2 separate regions of the Rattus norvegicus genome follow, and region 1 is linked to region 2. The links are chromatin contacts, called in public Hi-C maps. All regions are on one chromosome and are shown on one strand. Each heading gives the region's core, a stretch centred on a gene start, on an enhancer-like site or on the middle of the called end of the contact. The rest is flanking DNA. Distances are from core to core; before and after follow the strand shown. Region 1 has its middle 18 kb from the start of Nmd3. Region 2 holds the start of B3galnt1 (beta-1,3-N-acetylgalactosaminyltransferase 1 (globoside blood group)).

What was found. A called contact is a pair of places that touch in the nucleus more often than the background predicts.
Region 1: a Hi-C map of mammary epithelial cells shows a contact between it and region 2, with 3 times the contacts expected there. The contact joins the enhancer-like site here to the promoter of B3galnt1 in region 2. A contact is called at or near these places in 2 of 12 Hi-C or Micro-C datasets (Schwann cells and mammary epithelial cells).

The regions. Positions count from the first base shown.
Region 1 is chr2:156,301,218-156,308,381 of GRCr8, reverse strand. It overlaps a transcript of Nmd3 not described here. Among named protein-coding and RNA genes, the nearest start is that of Nmd3, 18 kb to the left of the region's middle. Within about 2 kb of position 4,336, at least 10 of the 93 cell types and tissues checked have an H3K27ac peak or open chromatin away from gene starts, as enhancers often do.
Region 2 is chr2:156,184,407-156,191,071 of GRCr8, reverse strand. B3galnt1 (beta-1,3-N-acetylgalactosaminyltransferase 1 (globoside blood group)) reads left to right here and starts at 4,328. Exons shown (of 3, transcript NM_001013158.2): 1 at 4,328-4,593. LOC134485628 (a long non-coding RNA gene) reads right to left here and starts at 4,119. Exons shown (of 2, transcript XR_010063833.1): 1 at 3,793-4,119; 2 at 2,973-3,548.

The DNA of each region.
Region 1 (7,164 bases), core at 3,087-5,586, 120 kb before region 2:
AGAGCAGCAGGCAACTTAACCTCTGAGCCTTCTCTCTAGTCCTTGTCAATAACACAGATTAAACTCAAACAACATGTGAATAACAAAAGCTGACAAAACCTGCTTTAATTGCCACCATAGACATGGACACCCAAGTTTAACAAAATCAACACAAACGTTCTAGAACATTCAAGGAGTCATTGGAAATTCACAACAAAGAGTACTATGCATTAAAATAGTCTAGAAGTATTACTGTTTACAAGCTTGTGCATCCTGCACGGTCCTTTATACACACCTTTTCTTTTGCTTCTGGGAAGTCTAGTTAGCAACGTGTCTAGTCACAGTGACACAGTGATTCTCTGTAACAGCCCTGTATTGAGTGCATGGGTTGCGTGGCTTGGGGTCCATAATTGTGATTGGGGGCATCAAGGTAGTGGAGAAAGAACAGGCAAAGTCAAGGCCAGAGGTTCCCACAACCCGGAATCTCAGCATGTTCATCCGGTACGGCGCAGGGGTAGGAGGCTCAGTACAAGTGGGAGTCTCAGCCTACGAACATCCCGGAAGAGGAAACAGCAGTAGCTAGTCTTTGCACACACTATTCAGTCATAATCATAATCACTCATACTCGGACTTCAGAGGAGAGATTTGCCATCCCTCTTGAGCCTGCCCTGTAAGGCAGCCAGCTTTGTCAATGTCTGTGAGTTTGTGGCCTTGAAGTCCTCACATGGCTGTGCCCATGGGAACAATACACATTCACATTCAGGATTTCAGTCTCTCAGGGTTCCCTCCACTGGAGCGGTGCGGGGTTGGGGTATAACACACTGGCCAGAGAGAAGACGGAAGTGGACTCAGAGGACAACTTTTGAGGGTTGAATTTAGGTTGTCAGGTTTGCTTGTGGGGTAATGAACAGTTTTACTACCTCTGTAGAGAAGCTCCTTGTTTCCCCTTAGTCCTATCTTTTCTGTAGTTCTCAGAACCACAAAATGAATAAGTAAATTTGGTACCCAAGTAGCTTAAACACAATGTTCAGGGTTTGCTATGGCACATATAATTCCATCGCAATGTTCTTCCCAAGTATCGGTAGGCTTACTCCTCAGAGAATCGCTCCAAACAAGACCCCAGGCCCCGGAGAGTAAGTGCCACATCTCCCTATCCCCATCAACTGCACAGTGTTTCTTGAGCTCATTGAGGGTAGACATTATAAACATGTCTAGCTTCCTTTTATAGACACGTACCATAGCTCTCCTGAGGATTTGCAAAGTATTTCTTTCCTTAACGTTAAAATAATTTCTTTCATAAAGTAGATCTGGGGACTAGTCACTGGGATAAGTGAGGAGAGCGTTGCTACTCTTGCAGGGGACCTGGGTCTGGTTCCCAGCACCCATAAGACAGCTCACAGCTGTCTGTAACTCCAGTCTAAGGGGACATGATAATCTCTCTCAGCCTCCATGAGTGCCAAGCTTGCACATGGCACACACGGTAGACATATATACACGAAGGTAAAGCACTCAGGCACATAAAACCATAAATAAATCTAAAAATAGTAGGACATTTCTCCCAAGCAGTGGAGTGTTTTTTATTTTTGTTTTGTTTTGTTTTTTAAGATTAATGTATATGAGTACACCCTTGCTGTCTTCAGACACACCAGAAGAGGGCATCGGATCCCATTGCAGATGGCTGTGAGCCACCATGTGGTGGCTGGGAATTGAACTCAGGACCCCTGGAAGAGCACTCAGTGCTCTTAACCTCTGAGCTGTCTCTCCAGCCCAGAAAAACATTTTTAAGGTAGATTTTGATAACACCAGATTCTGATTGGCTACAGGATATCAATATTTACTTATATGATTACCAGAAAAGGTAGACGGAGCCACAGATACTGTTTTTTTTAATTCAATATTCTTTTCTTTTTTTAAACTCATCTATTTGTGTGGGGCCACTGTGTGACCTTCTGGAATTGAACTCGGCTCCTCGATCTTGGCAGCAAGTGCCTTTACCCCGTGAGCCGTCACTCTAACACGACAAATACTATTTTTGAATAGAGAAAGCCTCAGATTTTGATGAAAGGACAACTTATGAGATGATCTTTTTATAGGACAATGCATCTTGAAGCAATTAAACCAAAATTCTTTCAAGAATAGATAATCTTGGAGCCTGGAGAGTTGGCTCGGCATTTGAGAGATCTTGGTGCTTTTGCACAGGACCCAGGTTTGATGCCCAGTACCCATATGGTGGATTGTAACCTTTGTAACTCTAGTCCCAGGGGACTTTAACACTCGTTTCTGGTCTCCTTGGTACCAGGCATTCATACTGTGCATTTACATACATGTAGCTCGAGCACGCATGCACATAAAATAATAGAATAAATATATCTAATAGGATATTTAAAAAAATAATCTGTGAAGAACATAATTCCTAATTTTATTACTGGTCCTGTTGTTCATAGCAAAGGCAGCAGCTTCCCATCACAAATGAACATATGCAGCCCTTTATAGAACAAAGAACTTTATCAAACACAGGTTCTCTTTGGATTTGATTGTAAGGAGAACCTAACCTTCCACAAGGGGGCGTCTTTACACCATTTGGTCTCTGGGAAAAACCAAACCACCCTTTTCTTTGCATTCTAACCGGTTACACCTGGAGAGAACTCGGCAATATATGAAGTGAAATAAGTGACCCAGAAAAACAAATAGCACATATTCCTGACACACGCACATCCTAGTTTCTAACTCTTAGGCGTGTGTATTTATGGGGGAGTGGGTGAGGTCATGGAACTAGAAAGAGGCCCAGAAGAGGGAAGGAAAGAGTTGTAAGGAGTAAGGGCAGGAGAATAATGGAACGAATATGGCTTAAAAGTGAAGGGGCAATACTGGAGGTAGAAGGATTTAAACACAGATGAAGGTCAGGGAAATGGTCTGCGGTTAAACAAAGCATGTATACATGAAAATTCCATAGGGAAGCCTATCACTCTAATTATATGCTAATTAGAAACCAATAGCAACAAACCCCTAGCAACTACGTGTAAACAATCCAGAAAATAAGATTAAGGTGACAACTGAGAAAGAGATGGCACAGAAGGTGTGCTTCTGGATGTGTTTAGGGTTAGGGTTAGGCTAGGGCTAGAGCATCCCTAAGGACTGTTCTGCTCTAAATGCAATCAGCAGAAGATATCAGACAAATGCAAATTAAGGACTGTTCTAACTTTGTTTTTAAAAGAAGTTATTTTCTCAAAAATCTAAGTCAGAATACTCGATAAAAGCCAAGAAAACTTTTCATATCCACACCAAAGAAACCCATGACAACTAAATAACATACTACTTCATCCTAGTGGGGGATCTTGTGCTGGGAAGGGAAGGAGGGCAAAGCTATAGAAGTCATCATTGGGCCAATTAGCAAGAAAAAAGGATTGGTGGGAAGTCTGCTGCAGTGTTTGTCTGAAAGTCTTAACCCTGTTCTCAGTAAATACAACTAAAACTATTAGGGCAAAATTATTACATATGGTAGGGGTAGAAAACAGTTCGCAAATAGTGCATTCTTCATATATATAAAGAAAGAGTCCAGTTATACGCCCTGATCATGCCCCATCTCATCTGATCTTGGAAGTTAAGCAGGGCTGCATCTGAATTGAAAATTGAAGGTGGATAGGAATGGGGGGCGGGGGGTGGAAGAAACGAAAAGCTATTGGGTTTCAGAAAATGGAGCCTAACAGTACAGCGCTTGCCACTGTGAACACTCAGAACCAGGGTCTATCTCACCTTCTCCTATCCTGTCCGCGTCTCTGGCATCTTTTCCTTTCCCCAAGCATGAGAGTGTGATTTTCCTGATGTTTCCAAAGCTACTTAAAAGCTGCATCTTCCACAAGAGTAATTTACAAGGAGACCGGAGCTGACCGCACACTGCCTAGGACTCAGGCGACCTTTGTCTAGGACCATTGCCTATGCTTCGGTTCTATTTACCTCCTTTATAGTTCAACCCTCCTCTACAATTGCTACAAGCTTCGCAGCTCTGTTCCCTGTACGTTTAAGCTGCAACCGCCTGGGCCGTCTATGAGTTTCCGCAGTTTGACTATTGTACAATTGCAATTAAATGTACCTTTTCTCCTATTAAGCTGTGTATTGTACATTTGTTCTATGGGCTCAGGTCGTTAGGCCCCAGGGTCTAGATTACTTTAAACTGAGAGTTTTTGAATTACAGAGACGCAGAAAGATCTTTAGCTTTCTGGAACTAGCAATTTCAGTAAAGCCAAGCTTTCTCTCAACTTCCTTGAAATGCATTTCCTGATTTCTTCGGGGAAGCACAAAGTCAGCAGCTGTAAACCTCTCTCTAGGGGAGTTTCCAAACAGGAAGGGAAACTGAATTTGCATCAGGCTGAAAGAACCCGATAGAACTGTGTAGATGTGATGACCGGAGCCCTGCAAAGACCAGTCTTGCTCCAACTGGCTGAGTATTTCCAGACATAAAAATAAAACCTGTCTTTACTTCTGTTTAATCACCGGTCAGGTATACTCCAGGCACAATCACTTAGGTTAAACTGTGTGTGTGTGTGTGTGTGTGTGTGTGTGTGTGTGTGTGTGTGTGTGTGTGTGTTGTAGACAGGGAATGACTACATTCCTCATATTTCTCCTTTTCTTCTCTGTGCAGGCTGTACTTATCCTATTACGATGGCTATTGCCTTCTTAGGGGACAAATATTGAGACCACTGTTAGACACACAGTCTATTGTTGACTGAAACGTCATTATGTGGGTGCATGACTGGACTCATAGCCCAAGATAGAAGATGTTTATTGACATTTTAAGGAAGACGAAGAAAAGAACAGGCCTTATCTCTCCCCTGATGAGATTCACTTGTGTCCCAAGGAGCTAGAGCAGGGGCTATGGTCATTTCTGTTTCCCAGGACATTTCAGAGGGAAAAGGACAGACATTTTGTAGCAGCTAAGGACTTCATCTTTGGTCTGAGGCCAGATCTTTGAGCAAACTGAGGCTGATAAGACAATACCAGAAATTGCATAAATTCGAAAGACCCCTTGCGATTCTATCACACCTTCGGAGGCCCAAGCTCTCAAGAGTAAATTGTGGCCTTTGCCTTTAAGAGCACCCTTCCCTTTGTAGACAGGTTTTCAGCCTAAAATACTACAATTTTGAAGACTTCTGGCTGTCTTGACGTTTTCTAACAATTTCCCTATGAGGGCGGTATGCGCCTCAGCTCTCCTCACTTTCTATGTATGATGTATATGAAGGGTTGATGTTCATGAAGGGTGGGACTAAATGATAATGGGACGGGGCAAACAACCAAACCGAGAGCTAGCAATTGTTAAGTCTGAACCCTGGAACAGCTACTGAGGTGCCTAGTTAACCTGTCAGAGCTGGCCTAGTCTCCAGGTTCTCCCAGCCTGCCCCAGTCCTCTACCCTGAACACTCCAGCCTAGGCGCTCCTCCCTATGCAATCCAGATGTTTTGGTTATCTGCCCTTTTTCATGCCTTTGGCCTCTTGACTCCTGCACCAGCTTTGTGCCCCTTTGCTTTTCCTTCCCCTCCCCTTCTCCCAACATGGCCCAGCTCAGCCTGGTCATATCCACTCTGGACTCTCCCAGATATGTCTGCCTCTGGCTATGTCTCCCTTTTATCTAGAATAAACTTTTCTCCACCACATTTAGGAGCAGTCATGTCCTTTCCTTTCCTTTTTATTTCTCCTTCTTCCCTCTATTTTCATTCAGCAATAGCCTTATTGCTAAAACCTTGCAGTGACTCCACAGGATAGAGTTCCCACAGGACATCTCTCTCTGATCAGGCTCTGGTTTCTGCTGTGGTTTCTTGCCCCCTTTCTGACTCCATATTCTTGACTCCAGACTCTGGACTCCATTCCCCACCCTCTTCCCTCCTCTCCCAGGCTCTGGGACAGCAAACGCAGTCCCAGCCCCCAGCACTTTCAGTCCTATTCTGTAACTATGGGCATGACTCTTTCTTCTCCAGCACTGCATGTAGGGTAGGTTAGAGAGAAGCATTCACATTATCGATAAAAACTAGACCATCCTCACCTCTTCGTTCCCCTTAGGAAGCAGAATGAGCTATAGCCAGTTTGGGGATTATCTTGGGATTTGTTTCTTCTTCCTTAAACCTTCTCAGATAATCCATTTTTGTTTATATTTTATCTAAAAATTTAGATATGAGCAAGTGGTAAGAACATTGCTACACCAGAGGTTAAAATGGGATTTAGTGCTCTGTAGCCATGGGACTTTAAAGTGCACTGCCTGTAGCTAGCTGGGTTTTAAATGGGCATTGATAAACATAGTCAAGGTTGAGTTTTAACTTAAACACAGGGTTCTAATTTTTCTTGTTATCTACAAAACTTACGTACCAAGAAGCACAGAGATAGAGTTGCAGACAGCGACTGTGTGCTTCCTGAAGTAGATATTAGCCATTGACAGCATAAACATAAAACAGTCTTCCCTGCTGTCACTACTACAGGTATAAAATGACTGCCCGTCCCCTGACAGAACATGCTGCCGAAATACCACAGGAATTATTAGACTCTTCCTCCCTCTCTGCAAAAACAGATCATAGAATTTTCAAGGCCAGGAGAGGTTGGTTCTGACTCACTCGTGACCCATGGAACACTATCACTAGACATTGTCCATCCATCTGTCAGAAGCTTCTTCTTGGTTTTAAGAGATTCACTTTACGTTCCTTCAAAATGGGATTTACTGTGATAAACTATGGGGACTTTTGAAGTTGGAGTAAATGTATTTCGTATTATGCTATGGCTATGTATGCCCCCAGAGACTCATGTGTTTGAACAAGCCTATGGGGGGAAGGCAGTGAGTAGAGGTGGTTTCAGTAAGCTTGGCTATGGGAAGTGGCTCTTTTAGGAGGTGTGGCTGCATCACAGCACAGCAAAGTACAAAGGACCTAGGCCATATACATTCAGAGACAAGCTCATGGGGTGGCTTCACTTTATAATTCCTGAGAAAACCAGTCCACTCCACAAAGTCATATTAAGTGTTCAAGGGGACACTGAGGCAGATTGTCTTCTAGGTAAGCAGTTTCCTAGAATTATTGACACCATAGATAGTAGCACGGCTGGGCTCCCTGAGAGAGTTCAGGCCTGTGAGGCAGAGTGAGGGTCCCTTTTCAGTTTTAGAGGCAGAGAGAGGGGTCCTATGTCAGGTGCTTCATCAGTAGCCCACCG
Region 2 (6,665 bases), core at 3,079-5,578:
CTGTCTGTTTCTTCACAGGTCTGGTCTTGGTCTTCCTTGCCACTGGGGTTGTTTGAGAGTCTTTGCAGTTCAACTTTCCTCCATCTGAGGAAACTCTTGACCTTTGTAGATTACTCAGGTGGGGTGGGGGTGGGGGGCGGCCTAGTGAATCTACTCAGTTTCAGGGGCTGCCTAAAGATATGTTGTTTACCTTCTTGCAGGATGGGAGGTTTCAACCTGGAAGGAAACTGTTACACAACAGGCAAATACTCTACTACTGAACTATATCAGATTAAATTAATATTTGATAGGCAACTACACTTTGGGGTGGCTTGTTCTGCAGCATAAGTAGCTGAGTCCCTCACTAATAGATGCTATATGAGCGACAACCACAAACACTGCTATGCCCACAACTGCAAGAGATCACATCTTAAAAGCTTGTGAAAGTGTTCTCACATGTTTCATTTGAGATCTTAATTCACTTGATCTTAAGTCCCTGAGTGTTTGCATTCTAGAGAGTTCTGGAAGCGAGCATATGTACTTACTAGTTATCCAAAGATCATTAAAAAACAGTTTAGAAAGAGGTGTTGTAAGTTTCCTAAAATTAAAAAGTAAAGACCTAGAGTTAATATCCTCAGGTCAAACACTGAGGTCTATCCTTTTCCTCAGTAGATTAATCTTTTACAGTGGAGCCTGCTTACATTGTCATTAATAGACCATTCCTCCATGAAGTGAGCTGTCAACCCAGGTGGGTGAGGAATGGCTGTGATAAATGCATGGCAGGGTAGCCACCATTTTACCCTCTGCAATGGGCACCTATGGAGGTCAGAACTAAGAAAACAATCATGGTTATGATTTGGATCTGAATATTTACACAATGCCAGCTAAGCCCTGGATTCCACTACCTGTAATTAAACTTAGTTTTCTTGTATTATTGTATTGCTACTTGTATTCCTGTTGCAACTTTCAATTCATCCTTGTTTTCAGAAAACTTTCTAATAATCTTAAATGTGTTCACTTTTCTTTTTCATTTTACAGCAAAGATAAGAAAGAAACCGTTGGGCCAAGGGATTAAAGAAGCAGACTGTGTCTTGATTTTGAACAAAGGATCGATATAATTGATTCTACATCTCTGATTTTACTTTTGTCTATGACTATTATTGTATCTGCTTTCTGAATTGTACCCCAATCCTAGCCTCATCTTCTGTGAGTGTGCTTTTACGCAGCCCCTTCGCTTTAGACCTGGATAGTCTTGTACTTGCTTCTGAATAATAGAATGTGCTACAGATTTTGACATGACTTGCATGAGCATGTGTGTTTGTATACAGGGGTGTGTGTGTGTGTGTGTGTGTGTGTGTGTGTGTATTTGTGCACTCACATAAACACATGTGCACCTAGAAACCAGAGTGGTGTTACTTGGGCACTGTCCACCTTGAGGTTTTTTTGTTTTGTTTTGCTTTTTTACTTTTATTTTTGAAGCAGGGTCACTTGCTGGCCTGGAACTCACCAAATAGGTTAAACCGTTTAGTCAGCAAGCCTCAGGGTTCTGCCAGTCTCTGTTTCCCTAGTTTGGGGATTTAAAGCATTTTTTCCAATGTGAGACAGGGGATCGGTCCCCTGGCTTGTACAGTGCCTTTCCCAGCTGAGCCATCTTCCTGTAGGCACATGACTCTTGGCTAGCTTTTCCCTTTTATCTTGTCTTGGACATGTAGTTCAGATCAACTGTCAATCTGCTTGCACAAGAGAAAACCACCAATATCATCCACTGATTTGGACTGAAAACCTGTTTTCTTTTGAGAGGAAGGTTTACAATGCCACCTGTGTCTGTGGAATCTTTTGAGTGTTTCCTTGTAGGAGGGAGATGGCATAGCAAACTTGCAGAACTCTTACTTGGCAGAATCTGAGCTTTTGAACTGATGTGTTCATACCAATTTAAGTATTTCTGACGTAAGTTGGAGCCCAGAAGATTGGAGTCAAAGATTACTTAGTTTTGATTTCTCTCCACTATTGAAATGTATATGGGAAACTTGACCTTATATGCCTTTGTTAACATACCCAGATTTTGTCAAATCTTAGAACATACACCATAAGACCCTGCAGAACATCACTGTTTTTAGTAGAAGTATTCATACTCTCAGGAAACCCAAACTGCACAAAACACAGAGCTCAGGGACTCTGAGTAAAGCTGGCATCCAACTTAATTCTGCTCTATCTACTACTTGGCTGTCTGAGGTTATGGTGCCAGACAATGTAGGGGGTAATCATATTACATATCTAGGTACATGGGCTTGTTTTCAAAGTCTCGTGATTGATGTCACAATTTCTTGTACTGAAAACTCACAGTACCAGATGCAGAGGGACAACTGATCAAAAATTAGTCTATTAATGTCAGCAGACTTTCAATGGTGTGACACTGTTCTGCTTGTTGGGACACTCCTATGATATCCCCCTACCCTGACACTTCCACAGAAAGTCTCGCTAAGACAAATTACCTTGCGAGTGATTGAATCTTTTTTTTTTTTCTTTTTTCTTTTTTTTGGAGCTGGGGACCGAACCCAGGGCCTTGCGCTTGCTAGGCAAGCGCTCTACCACTGAGCTAAATCCCCAACCCCTGAGTGATTGAATCTTAAAGGACTCGGTCTTATTCACTGAGTTGGCTCCAGTGCCTCTGGCATTGTCTTGTGTAAACGATACTCTTGACAGCTGGTTTTCACGTTAAAGGCTGGTCATATGAGCTTATCTAAAGGACATGCTACCACTGGCTCCTCTGACAATCTTGGGAGTGTTATTGCCTTATCGAACCATTGGTCTTTAGCACTCTCTGCTCTCGAAGGAATTTAAAATACACTCCTCCAAAGAATTTTCAAAATCTTCATTTGACATATTACCTATTAACCACTGAAGAGAAGCACTGTCCGTCTTTGTTTATAATGGAACAGTTTGGAAGAACACCCCTCCTTACTTCCATGGTATTAGCTTTGGGACAACTGAGATTGTGTTTAAGAATTTAATAGTCTCCCCCAGGGGAAATAACACTTAGAGCTCTATAGAATGTGTGAAGGAGTCCTACCATCACACCAAGCTTCTGGTTCAAGAAGCTCCCACTTAAATTACAGAGCTAAAGAGAAGTTAAATCATGCTGGGAGGGCAAAAACATCAGACAAACGGAACTGGGTAACTTCCAAAAGTCCTGCCCTGAAAACGGGTTGTACTTCACCTATATAATTCTACAGGGACTCAGAGGGACAATATTCCAATCCTGATAAGCTCAACTTTCTAGGAAAGCAGTAGGACTTTCTTCCGTGAGCATGGTGATACTGTAGAACTCTAGTTTTTCGAAATCGATAATGCTGACCCGGCTGTGTCGAAGACGCAATCGGAAGCGTCTAGAACCGGTGGGAAAGCAATTCTTGTGAATTGTTAAGTCGTTGAAATTTAGATGCATGTATTTAAGTGTTCACTGAAAAATTGTTTCCTTTTCACTGGAGTGAGGCCAATCTGTTCACGGTTCTAAAGCCAAGAGACCAGCATGAGTCTTTGTTTTCGGATGACACGTTGTTTCCAGGGGCCTTTGGACAGAAAACAGGAAACTTTATTTTTGAATGGAACCACCTCCACCCTTGTTCCCGGGATAAACAGAGCCAGTGTGGCAACACCCAGGGCCTCTCCCCTCCTCCCCCCCCCCGCACCCCCCCTCACCATTTGGGTGGAGATGACTCAGAGTGGAGTTGACCAAGTGTTCATAGCAATGGGCTGTTTCTAGAGTCAGTTAGGGGGGTTGGGTGGGGTGGGGGTGGGGTGGGGGCAGGGTACCAGGACTCTGGGAGCCTCTGGTCCACATACACCAAAGCTTTCCTTCCCTGCACTCCTGAAATGAGAACCAGCCTTCTGAGAATGCCAAGGCTTCCTCCTTTCCCAGTCATCCCTGGGGTGAAATCTGTTGGCTACACATTTAGGTAGCTCGCCCTAAGACGGCACAAGGCAAAAACCGGAGTCGGAGTCTTATGCGAAACCTGCGACGGTGATGCTGGCGCCCGCGGCAGTGGCTGGCAGCTGTAACAGCGCTGGGCTGTGGGCGCTGGGACCCCGCGCGCGCCTGCGTGGCGTGCGTGCGGTTGCGGGGAACCTGTGTTCGCGCGCAGGAAGCGAACGCGGGCCGCACCGCTGCGGGTGCCACTGGCGCGCGGGAGGTGAGTGTGGAGCGGGCGGGCGTTGCGGTGAGACGGTTGGGTGGCGGCCGAGCACCGCTCTCGTGGAGCAGCCTTCTAGGTTCCTGGGTCCGGGCTCCGAAGCCCCGGGTGCCGCTCACGCCTCTGTGGAGCGCGCCGCCTACGAGCTGCCACGCCCTGGGCTCCGGCCTTCCCAGCTGGTCTCAGCTGGTTCTTGAGGCTCGGGACCAGGGACCGGAGAGTCTGGACTACTTGGGGGAGCGCCCTATGCGCGGACGCAGGAATCCATCCTGCCCTGCCTCCCGGGCTGTAAGCCTAGGGGGTGGCCAGGTTGTCCTCGCGGCCGAGGAGAAGCGGAGAATACGGTCGGCAAACCGGTGGACCTGCAGCAGGCCCGGAGGGAGGAACACACATTCCAGGCGGGAAAGGGCCTGCGGTCCTCCGGGTAGGAGAGAGCTTCATGGGGGAGGGATGGTGAGGAGGCTGGCCTCGGGGAAGGGAATGGGAGATTTGGAAAGAAGGAGGAGGAGACTCCTAAAGATTAAGGCTACATAGTGAGAGGTCTGAGTGAACGTACAAAGCCTTGTAAAGGAAATATTAGATGGAGGGAGCCTCGCTATTTCAGGTTGGAAAGGATGCTGTCAGCTGCAGCATGGAGAGCTGTATTTGGTGTTTGTGACTTAAGGACTAAAAGGCAGGCATTGCTTTTTGACATATTTTTTTCCACATCCCCAGCCTTTAGGAGAAGCGGCTTGCTTTGTTAGGAAACGCTACTGCCAAGGAAGGAATTGCCCAACCGTTTGTTTTCAGAGGTAGGACGTAGGACGGTTGCAGTTTGCAGCATTCGCCCATAACAAATTTGTGTTTTAGCTCTGAGTGTTTGAGGCAGAAGCAGGGAGTTTGGGCTCTCTGTAGTGTTGACACCTCATACTGAACTTCCATAACTCTAGGAAGGGACCTCCCTTTTACTGAGAGAAAAGTGTGGCATTTTCTCTCTTTTCACATTGACAGGTTTGTTTATTTAAAATGAATGGCTATAGGAGAACTGCAGCATTAAAAATACTTCATTATCAAGACTATTCAAATTCAGTTCTTGGTTATCGAATAGGACAAGTAGAGAACAGAGAAGAAAGCATCCATGCCTATCCTGAAACGAAGATCCTGATGATGCATAACTTGTCCTAAAGCAATTTGTCAGGGAGAGACCATTGGTTTTAGCTGTAGTAGCATTAAAGTTATCATATAGTACTTCTTTAAAAAAAAAGTTTTCTAACAAGAATATTGCGTGCAGACAACACACAATACACATACACACATACACACAGACAGACACACATACACACTCACAGACAGACACACACACATACACACACACAGACAGGCTGACAGACACACCACAGACACACACACTCACAGACAGACACACACACATACACACACACTCACAGACAGACACACATACACACACACTCACAGACAGACACACATATACGTACACTCACAGACAGACACACACATACACTCACACACACATATACACACACAGACAGGCAGACAGACACACACTCACACACACATACACACACAGACACACACACTCACATGAAATCCTTGAGCTTTGTTGTCTGTGGGGAACCTAGCTGCACACATTTGCTTACAGTTGCCTGTGATTCCATTGTTTTAAAGAAGAATCAAGTAACCAGATAGAGATATGACTGGTAAAGAAAATATTTACTATCTTGCCTTTTGTGGAAAACAAAATATTTGTCCATCCTTTACACAGAATATAGATAAGATTCTGAGAATTTGAATATACTTTGGGGGTGGGGATAGTGTGCAGGTTCTCTCTAGGTAGTCTTGGTTGTCCTGGAGCTCTACATGTAGACCAGGCTGGCCTGAAACTCACAAAGATCCACCTGCCACCCAAGTGCTGGGATTAAAGGCCTGTGTCCTCATGCCCAACTTGTTGACTACTGCCTTACAAGTTAGAATAAAGATTACCATTACCTTTAAAGGCATTCATCAGCCTGCAGCCGCCGTCTGTCCCACCATGACAGTAGAGCTTCAGACAGCATCTGCAACTGTATTTGGCTACTGATTTAGTTACAGACTTTAGTTTTGAAATGCAGTTGCCCAGTTTCTTTTTATTGTGTATGCAAGTACATGTTTGTGTGTGAGTGCGTGTGTGTGTGTGTGCGTGCATGTGCGTGTGTGTGTGTGTGTGTGTGTGTGTGTGTGTGTAAGTGGATATCTTTATTCCTTGTTTGCTCATCACCTTACTTTTTATTTAAAGATTTATTATTGTGTGTGAGGGCACACACATGTCATAATGTATACACACTCACACAGACAGACACACATACACACACACTCACAGACACATACATGAAAGTTAGTGGACATCTGGCAGGAGTCAGTCCTCTCTGTGTACCATGTGGCTTTAGTACATTGAAATCAGACTCTCACAGCTGGCTTGGGGGCAAGCAGCGTTACCCAGTGGTCCGTCCCACTGTTTGA